Regions from separate parts of the Sus scrofa genome. Here region 1 is linked to region 2. Evidence: chromatin contacts called from public Hi-C data. All regions are on one chromosome and are shown on one strand. The core of a region is the stretch at or near the end of the contact, and the rest is flanking DNA. Distances in the headings are between cores, read along the strand shown.

What was found. Hi-C and Micro-C count contacts between places; a contact is called where the count stands out from the background.
Region 1: a contact with region 2 is called in a Hi-C map of liver, with 5 times the contacts expected there. The contact joins the promoter of MPND here to the promoter of UBXN6 in region 2. A contact is called at or near these places in 2 of 47 Hi-C or Micro-C datasets (heart right ventricle and liver).

What each region holds. Positions count from the first base shown.
Region 1 is chr2:74,454,313-74,458,142 of Sscrofa11.1, forward strand. MPND (MPN domain-containing protein) reads right to left here and starts at 1,616. Exons shown (of 12, transcript XM_021084063.1): 1 at 1,512-1,616; 2 at 1,154-1,407; 3 at 178-414. The coding sequence starts at 1,608.
Region 2 is chr2:74,354,990-74,358,790 of Sscrofa11.1, forward strand. It overlaps UBXN6 (UBX domain-containing protein 6), which reads left to right and starts at 2,533. Exons shown (of 11, transcript XM_003123069.4): 1 at 2,533-2,653. HDGFL2 (hepatoma-derived growth factor-related protein 2) reads right to left here and starts at 2,048. Exons shown (of 16, transcript XM_005661325.3): 1 at 1,878-2,048. The coding sequence starts at 1,949.

The sequences.
Region 1 (3,830 bases), core at 366-2,865, 98 kb after region 2:
GCAGTATGTGTTGCTTCATGCCTACATGGCTTTGCATATGCCATTCCCCCCTCTGGAAAGCTCTTCCCTTCATCTTGCTTTGACAAACTCTTATTCATCCCTCAAGGCCCCAGCTCCAGTACTCTGTCTCGGGGCACTCTTTATGCAGCAGTGAGTCAGGGAGGCTAAAAGACGCACCTCATCGGCAGCAACTGCAGGCACATGGAACTGGTTTCGCCGGAGCCAGGCAGCCTTGTACTTGTCCAGTTTCTGGCCCTTGTACTTGACGGAGGCCCAGCCACAGCCGGACTTCTTGGCTGGGTTCACCAGCTTCTTGCAATGGGTGGCCCAGGCACTGGGTGAGTTGAACACCTGCCCTGTTTCCTGCCACACAATCCTCCCATCGGGCTGCAGGTCTCCCACGAACTTCTTCCCCTGCAGTGAGAGTGGGCTGGCTGGGCCCAGGAGCTGATACCCATCAAGACCCCTCCTCCAGAAAATCCTCCCTAACTCTCCCAGAGTTTGGCACCTACTTCCCACTTTCTTCCACAAAGCCTTTTAGCTTAGGTGCCTCCCAATACCTAGATATCCATGGTCTAGTCCTGTTCAGCCTGGATTGAAACTTCCAGTTATGTGTCTGTCCTCCACTCCCTTCACTGGACTGTGAGCCACAAAGGACAGAACAGGGTCTGTATTGCTCTCTGCTGTGTCCCTAATGCCCAACACAGCCTGGCACACAACAGGTGCTCAATTCACAAATTGCTCCCACTCACAAAGAGCAAAACTATATTAATAACAACAGTAATAACAGCAAACACTTATAAAGCACTTACTGTGTAGCAGGCATACTGCTGAGCACTTTATTCACTGAATCCTCATACGACCACGTGGGAGGGAAAAAATCCCGTTTTACAGATGGGGAAACTAGGACTTGAGGAGGCTGAGCGAGATCACACAGCCAGGAAAGCACTAGTGCCCTCTCTGAGCCTGCGTTTCTCCTTTGTGGAACTGGGTGTTTGGTAAACAATGTCCTCCTGCCCAAGAAGGTCAGGATGCTCCGTGCCTCAGTTTCCCCTCCCCACGCTGCGGCTTGGCCTGTAGCAAAGGAGCACTCTGGAGTCCGGTTTCCCCTTTTGGCCCCAGCTAGGATGGGCTGGGGCTGGGGAGCGCTCACCAGGTAGTAGATGGACAGCACCCCGGAGCCGGGCTCCAGCAGTCCGTCTTTGAGGAGCACGCGCAGCGTGACCGCGCGCCTAGTGAACGCGCTCCCGGGCCCGCCGCAGCTCCCCGCCCCGGCCCCGCCGCCGCCGCCACTGCGCGCGCCGCCGACTGCCCCTGGACGTTCGGGGTCCTCGGCCTCCGCCTCGTCCTCGTCGTCATCCGGCGCCTCCTCGCCCGCGCCGCCCGCCGGGGACAGCGACTCCGGAGCTGCAGGCAGCAACAGGCTGCAGAGGGGCCGCGCGCCCCGAGCCGGTCCACGGTCCAGCCCCCCAGCCTGGCGCCTCGCTGGACCCCCTCAAGGTTCGCCGTACCTGCCATGGCCGCTCCGCCCCACGCCCTGTGTGCCTCCGGCTCTTTCTTCCCCGCACGTGACGCAACTCCGCCCCGAGGGGGGAGCGCCCCAGCCATTGGCCGCTTCCAGTGGGCGGGCGGGGGCTCGGCCTGCTGGAGCGAACCAAGAAACAGGCCTCCGGCCTGCGCAGGAGGGAAAAGGAGGTGGGGGCTCAGCCCTCTGGGACTATTCTGGAGACTGAGGCCTGAGGCCACCTTCCGTGGGAATGGGGTGTAACGCAGAGCTCATAGTGCAATTGGGGAAACTGAGGCCGGGGACTTCCGCTTTCGGAGAACTAATGACTCCACCTGTGACCATTGCCTACTGGATTCTGCCCTGGAGAGGGGAGAAAAGGGAAATTGAGGTCCGCAACCACCCCTCTCGAGGGACCTACAGGCCTCGGCTGTTGGAACCACGGGAGAAAGTAAGCCCTGGGAGAATAAGCCACAGTGCCCCGGGGCTGTAGGCCAAAATGTGGGGAAGCAGCCGGGCACCGCAGATGTAAAGCGTCCAAGCCGGGCGGCGGTCTCTAAGAGGTTAACTCCCACCCTCCCCAGCAGCCCTCGACTGATTTTATGACTGGATCACAGCCAAGCCCGCCAACCAATTATAAGGGGAGGGGGATTTCATCTTCAGCCTATAGACAGTGTTAAACTAAAGGACAGCCATCTTCCTCGGCCAATCAGCAGGAACCTGTAGCCCTGATACATCCAATCAATGGTAGGGTCTAGTCCGCAGCCAGCCAAACAGCGCGCGGGTAAAACCTGCCTCGCGGGCCTGTGGGGCCAACCCCAAACCAACACCCCGCCCCCGCCCGCGCCAACACTACCACCAACACGGTGCATGTGGCTGGAGTCTGGCTAGGAGTACACCGGAGGGTTGCTGCTCTTTTGACCCTGGCCACTGTCCCAGGACCTTTGCCCCGAGGTGCAGAGCTGCCTCCCAACGCTGGGACTCCCTAATCTCTGGCAGGGCTGAAAGCCGGAGGTGGGGTCTCCCCCAGGGTGCAGGGCACCTTTGTCCAGGCTCAACCTCAGATGGGTGTGGAAGAGGTGACAGACCACTGCGGGTAGGGGCGCGGGTTCCCAGGTAGGGTGGTCTGGACTCAGACTGGACTTGGCTCCAGGTCCTGCTCCACCACTTAACCAGCTCTGTGACTTTGGCCAAATGTCTCCACCTCTCTGTTTCCCTGTGGGATGACTAATTCCTGCTGCAGAGTTGTTAAAGAACAGAGCATGACATGTAGTAAGAGCTGGGGAATGTGAATGATTATTACACATAATGAAATAAAATTTCACGTGATGAAATAAAGTTTGTATCTAAAGGAAGGACAAGAAAAAAATAAAATTTTGTTTCTTTGCACCTCCTTCCTTCTTCCCTCCCTCCTTTCCAACATCCCTCCCAGATGTAATGAGCATCTGCACTACACATTATCCTCTAGAGATCCTCAAAGATGAGAACGCCTGCTTGAGAGTGAAGATCAATTTTTTTTCTTCTAAAGCTAGCAGTGTAACTACTTAATATTCTTTCCCAGCTCTGTAGGGGGTCATGTTGATTTGCTTCTTGCTTTATATGTGTTTACCTGGACTGTGTATCCTTGGTGAGCTTTATGTAAAATATCAGTGTGTCATCTTGATGTATGATCCTTGGCTTGAGAATGTATATGACTGTACCTTCAACTTCTAACAGGGGGAACAGTTCTCAGAGCTTTCTGAGAATCTGCTTCTCAGATTATAATCCTCAATTTGGCTCAAGTAGAATTCCATTTTTTTTTTTTTTTGTCTTTTTTTGTTGTTGTTGTTGTTGCTATTTCTTGGGCCGCTCCCGCGGCATATGGAGGTTCCCAGGCTAGGGGTTGAATCGGAGCCGTAGCCACCGGCCTACGCCAGAGCCACAGCAACTCGGGATCCGAGCCTCGTCTGCAACCTACACCACAGCTCACGGCAACGCCGGATCGTTAACCCACTGAGCAAGGGCAGGGACCGAACCCGCAACCTCATGGTTCCTAGTCGGATTCGTTAACCACTGCGCCACGACGGGAACTCCAGAATTCCTTTTTTTTTCTCCCTTCCTAATATGATACTTAATTGAATTTTCATCCACACTCAATTTTTTCCCCCCAAGACTCATGGAGTCATCACATTGTTCACCCAGGGTCTAGCCACCAACCGGGCATGCCCCAGCCACTCAGACTCTGCAGAGCCCAAACTGGCCCTCAGCTTATTCCTCTGTATCCTTGCCTACTCTCTTGTCACCTCTCCTTAAACCCCAGGCTGGACCTCCAGCCTCTGTCATCTGG
Region 2 (3,801 bases), core at 1,283-3,782:
TTCACTTCCAATCAGGTGCTTGGAAGTGTTCTGGGCTTAGAGAGCCGGCAGGAGGAGGGGGGACGGAGAGGGAGAAGCTGGTACTCTGGGAGGAAGGGAAGTGCCCATAAAGTTTTATCACTCCGGTGCCCCCAAGAAAGTAAGCCCAAGCAAATCAAGTTAGAGTGGGTTCTCTGGTCCCCATTACTTCCTTCCCATGCTCTGTAAAGCCTGGGGGCTGCTGGAATCTTGCCTTCCCCCCCCCCCCAGCTTCCTTCCTCAGTTCTCTGGGCTACTTTTCAAAGTCCTTGGGCTCTGGGCTGCAGACATCCATCCCAAGCATCCCACTCCTGCACAGAAGCATCCCCAAACTCCATCACCCTGAGGACCAGCCTGCCATGTCTTCCAGACCTGGTTCTGCTCAGACCTCACCCAGGACCCGCCTCTGAGCCTGAGGCCCAGATATCCTAGTGGCGGCACCAGATGTGGACTGTTCTCAGGGCTGCCTGGTTAGCAGTCCCCAGGCCCACTCCTGGAATCCTGCGGCGGCCTCTCTTCAAACAAACACCCAGCTCTGAGCGGTGCCCTTCTGCTTACTTCCACCCAGAGGGAGGGAGGGTCTGGCAGGGAGTGAGACTGAACTCTCCAGCCACCCCATAGTATGGCCCAGGCAATTACTGTTCTTCTGTTCTAATCAAATTTTCAGCTTCGTCCTTCTACTGTCCCTCATGCTCTACTGCAGCCTGGGGTTCCCACCCCCCAAACTCCTTCAGTCCTACCATGTATATTCCACCAACCTCAGTCCTGGGTTGCCTGGGACCTGGAGATGACAACCACCTCTTGGCCCCTCCTCCACACTGGGCTGCCCCAGAGACACCGCCTGGAGATGAGACTCCCCTCTGCAGATGAGACTCCTTCTCAAGATGTCCTTCAGACCTGGACCCCTCATGTGAGTCCTCTGGATGCCAGCTTCCTCAAAGGGGATTTCCAAAGTCCCCTTGGCCCAGTCCCCTCCCTCAGATACTCTTCTCTTTCCAGCTGAAGTCCCAGTGGCTTGTCTCTGATTCAAGCATCACTCCCCCCAAGCCCTCCCTCCACCCTGTGACCCAACCAGCTTCCTCCACCAGGGCCAGCCTCCTCACAAGACACCTAGTCTCCAGGACACCCCCAAACAAGTCTTATTCCAACCTCTGGTCTCTGATGTCCCACATTTTCAGACAGAGTCCTCTTAGCTCCAGCGACCTTGTGAATATAGCCCCCAGCCCTATTTCCGGCCCTGACCCTCCTGAGCATCTCTCAACCTCGAACTTCTACTTTTCTCCATTACTGGAACCCTTACCCTAGGCCCACCTCGACCCCCAGGCCCTCAGAATTTGGCTTCTTGTTGCCCCCCCAAAGAGGTCCAGAGCACCTCCTTCTCATCAGTTTGAGCCTTCTCCTCAAATCCAAGGTTCTTCAGCTCCAGTCATAGCTACCGACCTCCTTCAAACTTAAACCCTGAGCCCTGAGACCCCAAGTCCCTCAACCCATATACCTCGGCTCTGGGAGCCCCCAGAGGGTCCCCTAATCTCAGCGCCCTCGACAGCCCCGGCGCCCGGGCCCCTCAAGCCCAGGTCCCCATAAAACTCCCGGCAGGTGCGTCCCTCAGGCATGGGACCCTCAGACATCCAGGCCCAAGTTCCCCCATACCTCACGCGGGAGAATCCCTCAGGCTAGGGACCCCCAACCTGCAGGCACGCGAGTACCCCAGGCCTGGGTGCCTCCAAACTCCTGGCAAGCGGGTTCCTCAAGGAGGGGTACTCCCAGACCCCCGGCGCGCGGGTCCCTCAGGCCTGGGGCCCCTTACTGCCCCACCCCCCACCCCCCTGTCGCCTGGCCAATCTCCCGCGCGGCCTCACCCGGGCGGGCCAGTGAGGGTAGCCCTTCATCTTGGCGAACACCAAGTCCCCGGGCTTGAAGGCGTGCGGCATGCTGGCGGCGAGAGGCCCAGGCCGCGGGAAGCGGCAGCGGCGGCGACAGCGGCTGCGGCGGAGGCGGCGGCAGCGGGAGGCGAAGCTGGGGGCGGGAGCAGGGCGCCGAAGGGGCGGGGGCGGCGGCCTGGTTAGCGAGTCGGAGCGTGTTTATTGGCTTGTCTGCCGCCGGAAGTCCCGCCCTCCGACCATCAGGGGTGGGCGACGCCGTCGCTCAGGACCACGTGCGGGGATAGAGGAGCATGGGGACCAATAAGAAGAGGGGTTGGAGCAGAGCAAGTTAACGGGATTGGATAACGGATACAGGCAAGGGGGCGTGACGTGGAGGCCTAATGGGAGGGGACGGAGGTTATGGGAGGTGAAAGAGGAAAGGTGGGAGGAGGGAAACAGGCGGACAGCAAGTGAAGAAGCGGGCAGCCAGAGTCGTTTAGGGCGGGGTATAGGGTAGCGGGGAGGGCATTAGACGGCCATAGGAGGAGGAGCCTTAAGTAGCCAGCATGCTATTGGATATCATAGGAAAGAAGGCCCAATCAATGTAAAGGGAGGGTCATTGGTAGCCTCCCGGTACCCTGAGGAGGGGCTTAATATAGATCTGCAGGCCATTGGATACCACGAGAGAAGCGGCTCAAGGTAGAGAGTGGGCATTGGCTATCACAGGAGGAGGAGCTGAAGCACCTGTCCACCATTGGATATCGTGAGACAAGGTTCAACTCAAAATAGGGACGCGCCGTTGCAGGCTTGAGAGGGTGGGGCTTGGGTAGAGGCGGGAGGTATGGGGGGTTCTGAGGAAAAATAGCCAAAAAAAAGGGCACGAAACACTTATTTCTTCACTCAGGACAAGTTTATTGAGCGCCATGTGCCAGAGCCACAAAATATGCAATATACATAGTAATTCAGTGGAGAAAAATGTATTGAGCACTGCCATGGATAAGTTACTGTAAATTACTATAATCTCTGCTTCAGTATCCCCATCTGTAAAATGGGATTCATAATGGTAGGGATCCTATGTGAAGATTAAATGACATCACCACCCCTAAGGCTCCGGAAACTGTGCCTGGCAGTAGGAAGTACTTGAAGCACTAAGTGCTATTAACCCTGCTTTTGAGAATTCAGTGTCTAGCAGGGCAAGGAAATGTTCATTTCTTTCTAAATAACTCAAAAGTAAAATAGAGTTCTTGAGAAAGAGCTGAGTAATGGCGGAAACTTTCCCTATCCTGGGGAACCAATAGGTTTTTCTCTGAAGAAATAGGTTTTTTTTGTTTTGTTTTTTTGTCTTTTTGCTATTTCTTGGGCCGTTCCTGCGGCATATGGAGGTTCCCAGGCTAGGGGTCCAATCGGAGCTGTAGCCACTGGCCTACGCTAGAGCCACAGCAACGCGGGATCCGAGCCGCATCTGCAACCTACACCACAGCTCACGGCAACGCCGGATCGTTAACCCACTGAGCAAGGGCAGGGACCGAACCTGCAACCTCATGGTTCCTAGTCGGATTCGTTAACCACTGCGCCACGACGAGAACTCCTGAAGAAATAGTTTAACCAGAGGTCAAAGATGATTAGACCAGTGGGTGCTGGAAGGGCATTTGGGGCAGAAGGATCCTATTGTATGCCTTGTGAATATCGATGGCCTGTTTGGGTTTTATTTTAACTTTATTTGTTCCCTTGGAGGCGCAGCAGAAACCAACCCGACTAGGAACCTTGAGGTTGTGGGTTTGATCCCTGGCCTCGCTCAGTGGGTTAAGGATCCAGCGTTGCCATGAGCTGTGGTGTAGGTCTCAGACGCGACTTGGATCTGGTGTTGCTATGGCTCTGACGTAGGCTGGCAGCTATAGCTCCGATTCTACCCCTAGCCTGG